Regions from separate parts of the Mus musculus genome. Here region 1 is linked to region 2. A link is a contact called in public Hi-C data. All regions are on one chromosome and are shown on one strand. Each heading gives the region's core, a stretch centred on a gene start, on an enhancer-like site or on the middle of the called end of the contact. The rest is flanking DNA. Distances are from core to core; before and after follow the strand shown. Region 1 holds the start of Ctnna2 (catenin (cadherin associated protein), alpha 2). Region 2 overlaps Ctnna2 (catenin (cadherin associated protein), alpha 2).

What was found. A called contact is a pair of places that touch in the nucleus more often than the background predicts.
Region 1: a Hi-C map of Sertoli cells shows a contact between it and region 2, with 3 times the contacts expected there. The contact joins the promoter of Ctnna2 here to the enhancer-like site in region 2. A contact is called at or near these places in 1 of 484 Hi-C or Micro-C datasets (Sertoli cells), 2 of 115 datasets of contacts at active chromatin or transcription factors (embryonic stem cells and neural tube) and 1 of 9 other capture datasets (liver).

What each region holds. Positions count from the first base shown.
Region 1 is chr6:77,977,554-77,982,977 of GRCm38.p6, reverse strand. It overlaps Ctnna2 (catenin (cadherin associated protein), alpha 2), which reads left to right and starts at 3,311. Exons shown (of 20, transcript NM_001109764.1): 1 at 3,311-3,558.
Region 2 is chr6:77,939,186-77,944,439 of GRCm38.p6, reverse strand. The region is part of intron 1 of Ctnna2 (catenin (cadherin associated protein), alpha 2); the gene reads left to right. Among named protein-coding and RNA genes, the nearest start is that of Ctnna2, 38 kb to the left of the region's middle. Within about 2 kb of position 2,504, at least 6 of the 459 cell types and tissues checked have an H3K27ac peak or open chromatin away from gene starts, as enhancers often do. A contact at or near this core is called in Sertoli cells, where this site is marked.

The sequences.
Region 1 (5,424 bases), core at 2,062-4,561, 38 kb before region 2:
CAGTTCCCAGCACCCACATTGTGTAGCCCATAACCACCTTATATCCCCAATTAAGGGATCTAGTATCTTCTTTTAGCTTCCCCAGACACATCCATTTATGTGTACCCACACACATATATACATAATTAGAAGATTAAAAAATAAACATAACAAGAGACAAATGATCATCAGGAAGTGAAAGAAGACAGGGAAGGATAGAGCATGGACATATTTTAGAACAGGAGAATCATTCCTTGTGATGCTATGCTTTGTGGTACATATGATTATATTATTTGGAAAATCCAAAGTATGCAACAAACCAAGAAGAAACTTTACTATAAATTGAGGACTTGGGGATAATGATGGGTTAGTTTAGAAAGGAAGATGATTGTGTGGGAAGATGTAAACAATTTATAGACATTCCACTCTCCACTCAGTTTTTCTGTAAGTCTAAGGTAGAAACCCTATTAAAAAGAGACATTTCTCAGGAGAACATCACAGAAACAAATTTCCAAAGCTGACAGACTGAATAAGGGCCCCATTCTACAGAGTTCTGACATTTAAATGTATAAGCTCCAGGTGTAATTTTACTTAAGATTGTCAGTGTTGTTTGGGAGTCTTTTCTAAAAAAAATCTACATGTCACACCATTGCAGATAAAATTATCCTTAATTTATATGATACTTTTCCATTTGAACACAAAAGTGTGGATTTAACAATACTCTGTTATTTTTTGGCATTTATATTTTGAATAAATGGGGACATGGAAGACTTATGTTTCTGAGGGTCAACAGTTTGAATGCAGAAAAATCAAAGATGTAAAAAAAAAATCTAACCACCAACAAAGGAAATAAAGATATATGGAAAGGACAAAATGATAGCTTTGTGGAGTTCAATGACATATATGCCATTACATATAATGTTTATACTATTAATTGAAAAAATGACAAATTTCATGTTCTGTTTGGATTTTCAATAGAAAGAGGAAGGAGGGCTTTCCTTCTTTCAAAATACAAATGAGTTATTAAATTTCTTGGAAGCAGAAAGCAAAACTATCAGCTGCCATTTGCCTGATTGTGCCTTAAATCTATTGCTTGAATAATTTCCTAAGACAATCTGACAGACAACAATTTGGTACATTTTGAAAGCATGAGATAGGCTCAGGCTATGAGAAATTGGAGATGGTTTTGTAGCATATTTATAATTAACACTAATTTAAACATTTCATGAACAAGAAGCTTACAAATTACTTTTAAATTTCTTTCAATAATATCTTATAGTCTTGATATTCACTACAGAGATATCCAAGGGAAATCTCATTTTCACAGGGAAGCAGATAGTGTAGACTAATTTGTTGCCAATTAGAGCAGAATTATAAATGTAAGCCTAATTAGCAGAACCAAAAAAAATCTATATATTTCAGTTTAAATTTTCCAGATTCACCCAAACAAGTGGAAAAATATCACAGTAATATGTGGACAGTGGTGACACAAGTCTTCTATCCCAGCACTTGGGAGGCAGAGGCAAACGGATCTTGGATTTCTGAGTTTCAGACCAGTCTGGTCTTCAGAGAGTTTTAGGCCAGTTAAACCTTGTCTTAAACAAAACAAAACAAAACAAAACAAAACAAAACAAAACAAAACAAAACAAAAAACAAAAGCAAAAAATTCTGAGTAATAATATCAGGGGAAAAAATCAGCCCTTTGAGTATTCCCCTCATTTAACTGGAACTGTTGAGTCCTTATTCTGGGAATATTCAGAGTTTAAGGTGCCCATTGCTTCCTGGATAGCGCCATGTAGCTCTGATATAGGGTTTCTCTGCTTTTATAGAAGCACTTCAGCAGCCAGACTCTTGTTAGTTCCACAATACAAGATCTTGCAAGTGCTTACTCTAAACCAATGCTTTTTTTCAAACTCTAGTTGAAGGCCAGCAGCCAGTCTCCTCCAGTTCATGGGGGTCATATATTATAGCACAAATGCTTTAAGTGATATGTATATTTTATTTATTTAGCTAACTAGCCCGTCTATTTTGTTTATTTGTTTACTATCCCCCTTCCCCACCCCTGAGTATTTCTTCAGTTTCTATAGGCTGAGAGCAAAGAAAACACTGAGGAAAGAAAGCTGGCCGGCCTGCGGTGCTACTGTCCGTGGTCCTGAAGCACAATTGTGTGATAAAGGTGTTTAAAAATCATCGTTTAGCCTGCATTTTATGATATTGTCCACTTTTCCCCTAGACGTTTTAAATGTGATCAGCGGTTATAGGAAAGGAAAACACAGTCAAGGATACATTGGGGAAGAAAGAAGAGGAGCATAGAGAGTTAGTCTAGAGATAGTGAGACACTTGTGTTCCATGTAATTTCCTAACAACTGAAAACGTTCCATTTGGGAGCAACAGTGGATGAAAATACCGCGACAGAGCCAAGGATAAAAGGGCATTAGCAATGCATGTATCCAGTGATACAGGGTCATTTAAGTATAACATGAACAAAAGATCCAGTGAACCAGGAATCCAGATGGAATAAAGTGTAGGCTGTATTCCAAGTTGCCAGAAGCTTTCTTCCACTTTTTCCGCTTTGATGTAGTACAGACAAAGCCAAAGTTGTCAATCGGCACTGTGATCGAACAAAGACAATTGTAACTTATGCTTCTTCCTGTATATAGCGGTGTACTGGTGTACTGTTTTTGCCTCTAAGCAAATCTCGCAGTTAGACCCCATCACTAAGCTCCCAGTACTTCTGGCTGGCAAGGCACTCATGTCTCTAGTCATGTTCCCAACTCATGTAACCCCTATGAAGCAGAGAGTGACCTTAAATATTTTGGATACTTCAACATGCCTAGAGTGCTTAATACAGATAACTACAATGTCTTTCACGGAAATTGCTTTCACGGAGGTTTGTTTAACAGACACAGCCCTGATTTCTCTAACAGTTCCATCCTCTTTCAGGCTCTCTGGCATTCGGGGCTACAGGTCCACCTGGGCTGCACCGGGCCCTGGCCTCCTGCTGCCACGTGGTAAGGTCTTTCTGAGTGTGGAACCCCATCTGTCCTCCATCCCCTATGCAGATCATTCTGGAGTCCAGCCCCTCCCTGCAGGGCCCGCAACAGCTCCTGGTCCCCGCCCAGAGGGTAACGCCATTGCCATGGAGACGGCACCTGCGCCCTCTGTGGCTCCTTTCTCCAGTCCCTCCCCTCCGGCGCTCCCGGGCGGCGCTCCCGGGCGGCGCGCCCGCGTGCCCATCCTTTAGCAGCCCGGGCGAGTCGCGGGCACGAGCGAACGAGCAAGCAAGTGAGCGGCCGCGCGTGCGCACTGGCCACCTCCCCTAGCGGCGATCCGGGCCGCTGCCGCTCGCTTGGGCAGGACGCGGGGCGGGCGGGGGGAGGGGGGAGCGGCTTTGCTGGCAGCCCTGAGTGAGGCGGAGACCCGGGCGGAGCGGGCGGCACCGCACCTCGGCCAGAAGCAGCTGCAGCAGCTGCCCTAGTCCCCACCGCCGCCTCTCCAGCAGCTTCTGTCATTCCGCGCCAGCTGCTGCAGACAGAGGACGAGGAGGAGGAGGCGAGAAACTCCCACCGACCCACAGAGGTGAGTCCCGGGCAGAGCATCCTCCATCCTTGCCTGCCTCCCTCCCTTCCTGCCTCCCTCCCATCCTCTTCGTCCTCCCCTCCCTCCCGCTCTCCAGCCCTCCCGCCCTCATCTTTCCCAACATCCCTCTCTCCTCTCCGCTCCTTTCTCCTTTCCAGCCTTTCTTTCATCCCTTTCTTCTCTCACCCAGCCCTACTTCCTTCCCACCCTTTCTTTCTTCCCTGTCTTCCTTTCAGCCACTCACCCTTCAGCTCATCTTTGCATACCTTTTATCTATCTTCTCTTTATCACCCCTCCTTTTCTTATCCTCACCCCCTTCCCTGAGGGTGGGATGGTGGGAGCATCCTTGCCTGGTACAACTGTCCGGATTCGGGGGTTTCTTGAAAATTGGTTTCCTGTACCAAGAGAGGCACGCTCGCGCAAAGGATGCCCTGCAGTTCTTTACATTGTCAAGATTAAGGGTCAAGTTGGACAGAGTACTGGAAACTGGAAGGAATAGAGTCCAGGAACAATCTATGGATGTGTGCTATAAAGGGTGGGGGTGGGGAGGTTGTCACTTAGATATGTTTCCAACCGTCCCCCACTCCCCTCTTCAACAGTTTCTTCCTTTCTTTTTTTCCCCCTGGGATTACACATTCCCAGTGTGTATCACACTAATTTAAAACCCAGGCTTTTCTGCTGTGATTGTCGTCTCCATGAGAAACCACAAGGAAAGAGAAGCCTGGAAGGGAACAAGAAAGAAAAGAGGGGAGGGGTGAGGAAGGTTGGCAACAGTGGAAGCCTGAATCCCTTCCTCTAGGCCTTTCTGGATTGATGTTTTCAAACCACCCGCCTAATATTCAGCTTGGACTTGAACCTGTGTGTCCTTGGCTCCGTCACTACTTCACAGACAGAAACTCTCTCAACTTTAATACCGGTGCATTACACATTGTGTTTTGCTTGGTATGCAAAACACCCGGAGAACTTGCTTTGAAGAAATAGAAAGATAACACTTTTTGTTCATCCCTGGTTAACTTCAAGAAAATGAGAATGGCTAGCCAGCTATTGAAGAATGAGGCTCTCCTTTGCCGTTTTGTAAACATATCATTTTGATAGCTTTAGCTGTGTGGTAGGATACAGCACAGGCACCCTCAGTCATGCTCAGCCGCCTTATAGAAATCTTGACATTTTGGGGGGAAAATGTTCTGTGTACTTATTCCTAGATGTGTTTACACTAATGGGAAAGTTGAATTAGCTCTGGGAAGATTGTTCCTGAGAATTTTAAATTTTCGGTCAGTTTTGCATCAGTTGCTTGCACTGAATCTTGTGTTTCACATTGCTGTCTTCAGCGTCACTTCAGTACATTTCAGTCTTCATCAAGAATGGCATGGCAGTTTTTCTGTTTGCAAATGTTTCTGAAAAGCTTAACTTATACATGGTGGCACAGCCATGCTGCTTCAGTATAACGTCTCGGGGGCTCTGATTGTGTGCATAAAAATAAGCTGAAAAATCAAAGACTTAGTTTGCCCCATTGAGATTCTTCCGAATGATTACTCCACCCCCAGCCTTAACTTTACCATAGTTAATTTTCTTGTATAGGTAGCATGTATAGAGGGATCCAAAGCTGGATTCACTGAAGTTGCAGTCAATAACTATAGCATGGAGAAAGTCGTGGATTTATTCCTCTTGTTGAAATTTTGATGACTTTCCAGCAGTGTAATAGGCACTTTTGCATTTTATGTGACTGTAAAGTAGGAGTTGAGATGAAGAGAATTGCCTTCGAAAGTGACAGAGTGCCGACCTGCCTAAACGACTGATACTGATGGCCATGTGGATTCATATTTGGAAAGTATATGATATTAGCAAACAAGGGAAGCCTCTCTCTTT
Region 2 (5,254 bases), core at 1,255-3,754:
TAGAAAACCGTATATCATTAGTGTGCCAGCTGTTTTTCATAATCATGGTACAGCTTTATTTATTTGAATGACTCAGAATATTGGAGATAATATCAGCAGCTTCCTACAACTTGAGAAAATAATGGCCTTCCAGCTACAGTTGACAAAATTCACGCAAGTTTCTTTTGCTTTTAATTGATGGAAATGCCTCCATTTGGATATTTTGGGTCACTACAATGAACATGGTCAAAGGCCTAAAGCTAGAGAGTTTTCTAGTTGGGGAATACATACTTTTCTTTTGATAAGTGGTCATATAGTCAAACCATGGTCTAAATATTCCTGTTTATACTCATGGACTAGAGATACTGTCAGCCTTGCTCAGAGTAGTTCTTTTTATAGCAGACTATGATTAAGGCAGACACATATATATAGTCAAAGTGATAAGAGTGAGTGAGCACTAAGCCCCAAGGAGAACATTTCTATCAATCTCCTTTAAGCCCCAGTTAAAATCAACAACAAGCAGGAAGGATATAAGAGGCAGAGGATGGGGAAGAGTGCTATGAACCAGTCTTCTGGACAAGATGTGATATTAGTGTTGCAATCATGAACTCAAAACGTCTATAGTGGTTTCCCGTGCAAGACTTCAGTATTCTATCCAGGATGAGAGTGAGTCTTGTGACCTGAGAAGCCAGTGGCAGCAGTTAGCTAATGGTTGCCTGGTAAGGAAGACTCCATTTCAGCCTGGTAAGCTGTCTTCAGACCAATAGACAATCTCTTACCCATACTCATATAAACAATCTTAATTAAATGCAGTGGCCTCACACACAGAAGTTGGGCAGAAGGAGATTAGAAGGAGTGGAAATGGTAAGACAAGGCAATGGGTGTCAATATGATCACAGCGCATTATGTCTCTATATAAATTTGTGATGAGGTTAAAGACAACAATGTTTGGGAAAATATATGTATACATGTAGTAGGCATGAGAGAAGTTAAGCTTTTGATATGATAACGTAACTTTGCTCACTGTACTCTTTCCAACCCAGGAATAATTCTGTCATTTATCTTCCAGCAGAAATGGCACACATAGTTTTTTTTTTTTTTAATATCAATTCCAATATATTCAGGACTGACTTCAAACATTGAGAATAACAGTGATCCTCTGTAATTTCTCCCTCCATGCCTTGAGTGCTGATACTGCAGACATGCATAGTATGGGAATTCTAACTGAGGGGCTTTCTGAATGATAGGCAGGTACTCCACCAAGTAAGCTACCAGCTCAGCTCAGGCACTTAGAGTTCTTAGAGGGACACATGCAATTCTTAAGGTAAATTTCTATTCATACCTATTGCTATCCTAGAGCCAATGACAGTAACAAGTGTGCATCCCGTGTTTGCTGAACTGCTGAATTCCTGTGGGCGTGACCGAATATAAAGTAAACAGAGAAAGCAGAGCCTCATGAAAAGATTACCAAGCTGCACTGTGCAAGCCTACAAGTGTGTCAGACTTTGTTTAAGCAGCCCTCTTCTCCAGACGGTTCCACAGAAGCAGACATAGTTGCCATCAGTACACGATGAGGACAGGAGTCTGTGCACATTCTTATCTTTCTGTTCTTTGTTTGCTTTCTTAGTGAATCTGCCCCATGCCATCTCAAATGGGCAGGGTATCTACAACCCATAGAGAACATTGTAGGTATTAACCTACTGATATCTGGAATCAGAGTGTTTAAGCTCACTTAGAAGTAATAGCATTGGGTTTTCTCCTTTTAGAGATGAAGAGAATCATGGGCTCTATAGGGCTGAGGCAGCACGGAGCTGAATGACCTCAAGGTTTAGCCATTTGAGCTTAGCACTCACTTAGCAGAGAGTCCCTTGCTCGTCATCCTCTCCATGTGCAGCATTAAGATGTAGACAATGTTGCTCTTTCACCCAGTGGAGTGACACGAAATTAAAAACAAAATAAAAAACACGGAACAACCGGTCAACTATGAAAAACACAATTTCCTGAACCCAACCTGTCTCTCTTCCTCTTTTGAGCTGTGTTCTTTTGTTTTTCAAAACCGAACTGTGAAAGCTACTCAGTGAACCCCTACCACAGAGTCTGCTACAGCCCAGAACATGCCTTGCAGCCTGCATAGTGGGCCCTTTCCAGAAATATACCTTATGACTGGGGAGTTCAGTCTTGGGAGAGACAATCAGGGACCAAACTACAGTCATGTTAATCTGAGTGATACTTCAAAGGATCTTCCTCATGTAAGTTTCCATAATTAGAATCGGAGTATTAATAACTTGGAAGGAAGCATCTTATGAAACAAATTCTAACATTTCAACGCCTTTACTATGTTTGAGCCATTTCTGATTGCATCTCATTTTCAATAGCATCTAAAGGCATTTCATATGAGAAACAAGCTCATCCCAACTGTGTGGCTTGGATGTGCCTGCTACTTGATAACATTGTTTCACACAAGGCTGAAAACAAGGTCGGAGGTTGGATAAAATAGTATTTAGTCAGAAGATAGGTGTTTTGGTCGGACTTGGAACACAGCTTCCTTTCATTCACTGACCTTGACTGAGGAAAGAGCTCACAGAGACGCCTTAGTAAAGAAAGAGCTCTGTAAAAAAACAGATGTAGAAAGTGTGTCTGTTTTGTTAACAGAGAATTCAATTCCTGATTAAAATAATTGAAGTACTACTATTGAAGTAGCCTTGATGTCCTTGTAGTTCTGTCAATAGGCCCATTGGGATTTTGAAAGAGGAAGTCACATTGTTATTGAAACATATTAACCTCGGTTTTCAGAGAGGTGAGGGCCGTAACTTTTGCTTGAAATTGACTTGAATGATACTTCTTGATTTGCTAGCTGGATCACTGTCCTTCACACAGAAGAGACCCTTTGCTGACGTGGCACCTACAGGACAGGTTGTTTCCTGGTAACAATGATTGACCCATATTGAACCATGTCCGATCTCTCATTGGGTCTGTCTCATCACCATGAAGAGGATTTGTATCCATTTACCTCCTACCTGGGCAATGCTAGAAAGAAGTGGTAGCCGAGACTCAGAGCATCCCTCCTCTGTGCAAATTGAACTGTTTTATAGAACTGTTAGGGTTGTGGCATGGACCTGCCTAACACAATGCACATCTGAACAGGAATGGATAGCTGTGGTTTTGGTATAGGACGTCATCAAGAAGATGATTCTATTGCTCATGGTGACGATATTACTTTCTGGTTTAATTCTGATATCTGGGGATGATCTAGATATCGTGGATTTGATCAACATTAATTCATTATGCAATATTTGGCAGATATTTATTTTTATGGGAGGAAGTTAATGAGAGATTGCTTTGACTTAACTAATATTAATACATATCAAAAATCACAAGGACATCAGAGTTTACTGAGTTTATGTACTTTTCCATATCTGTTGTGAAGTCACTGCACACAGATGAATACTAGCTAATTCTTGATGATCTAAGAGAAGGAAATTCTACTACCTTTGCTGTCGATTATTCTAGAATAAGCCAGTACTCAGTTAAGGGACTCTTTCTCATCTCAAATCTGCCTGTCAATTTTGGAACTTAGCCCTAGCTTTGTTTGCTCTGCCTGTGTGACAATGGAGATCAGTCATTTTATTTTGTTGTTGTTGTTGTTGCTGCTTATTATCTCACAATAACCTTTGACATCTGAAAAATATTCCGAATTATTCTTAAGTTTTCTTTTCTTAGCAACTAACTCCTTTGCCTATTATAAGATTTTAGGGCCCCGGGAATCATGTTTAGTTTCTATATGTGCAGACATCTTCCAGTTCTCTATTGTCACTTATCAACAAGACCTTCTTTATATCTAAAACTGGGAATGTAGTGGAAAGGTCAGTTAGAAAGTTTGGAGTTTAGGAGATATCTCGGAACTACAGCCGGGAAAGTTTTAAAATTAGCTACTCTTTCAGGTCTTTTACTTCTAAAAATTGCTTCTACTTCTAATTCTTCCATTTCTAAGTCTTTATCAAGGGCTTCATTTACATTCTTTCACCTACAGTGTGAACCCATTACTTCTTACAGATTAAAGAGTCTCATGGAACATAATAAATCCTGGAAAATTAACTTCCTTCCTCCTAGCTATCATTTTTCTCTCAAAGGGATGGCTCGTCTCATGGAGTCATAATCCATAGCAGCTGGTGTGGCTCTGTAGTCCATCACACTGTTCATTTCCTTGCCTGTTGTATTCGTTACTTTTCTGGTATATGACTATATATCCAACAAGAAGCAATTTAAAAAGAAGGGTTTTTTTTTTCCCTACTTAACAAGCCAAAGGGTATCATTCCATCATGGCGAAGAAGAAATTGCAGCGGCTGAGAATGGTTTGGTGACAAAGGGATGAATCAGCTGGTCATGTTACTTTACAGCCAGTAAGCAAAGGAAGATGAGGAAGAAAAGCTGGGCTGTGAAACCTCAAAGACTTCCCCAAGGATGTCCCTGGAGGAAAGGAAGGTGTTACCTGCTAAAGCTTGCACAATGCTCCCAAACAGTGCCACCTTCTGGGGAGTAAAAGAACATATGATCTGATGGGGGATTTTTTACATCACAAAAACTCCCATGGTTCATAGCTAGACATTCACACAGTGTTGATAGCTCCTTACTGAATATGATGCTGTTATGCTGAGTGATTCAGTTGTCTAGTGATAGGAGAATGATTGTGTGTCTCATTATTAATGCCAACTTAATGAGATTTGGTTTTATATTGATGATGCCAATTTAGCAAACATCTGGTGTGATAAAGGATGTAATATGTAGCACCATTCATCTTTTATGAAAATATTAGTTACATGTGAGCTCTTTGCAAATAACAGTTTGGTATACAGTAGGTACTGGGAGGAATCAGTAGGCTATGTTTTGAATCCTGTCCTGAGGAAGCTTTCCTATGATATACCATACTAGAAAAATGAAATACACATGATATTTATGCTGAAGCACAGAAGATACCCACTCCACACAAAGTTGCTAAGCTCTGTCCAAGTTGGCTTCAATTGTCAACTTGACACAGCCTGGACAAAAGCCTGGGTTGAGGAATGACCTAGATTACATTGGCCTGTGGACACATCTATGAAGGATGAAGAAGGCTCAGTCTACACTGGGCAGCACCATCTCTGAGGAGGTGTTCTTGCTGTAAATAAGAAGGTAGCTGAGCACAAGCATGGGGGTGCACAGACAAGCAACAATCCTTTATAGTTCCTGGGCTGAATTACTTCAATGACTTGTACTAACTTGAATGCATAAGCTAAAT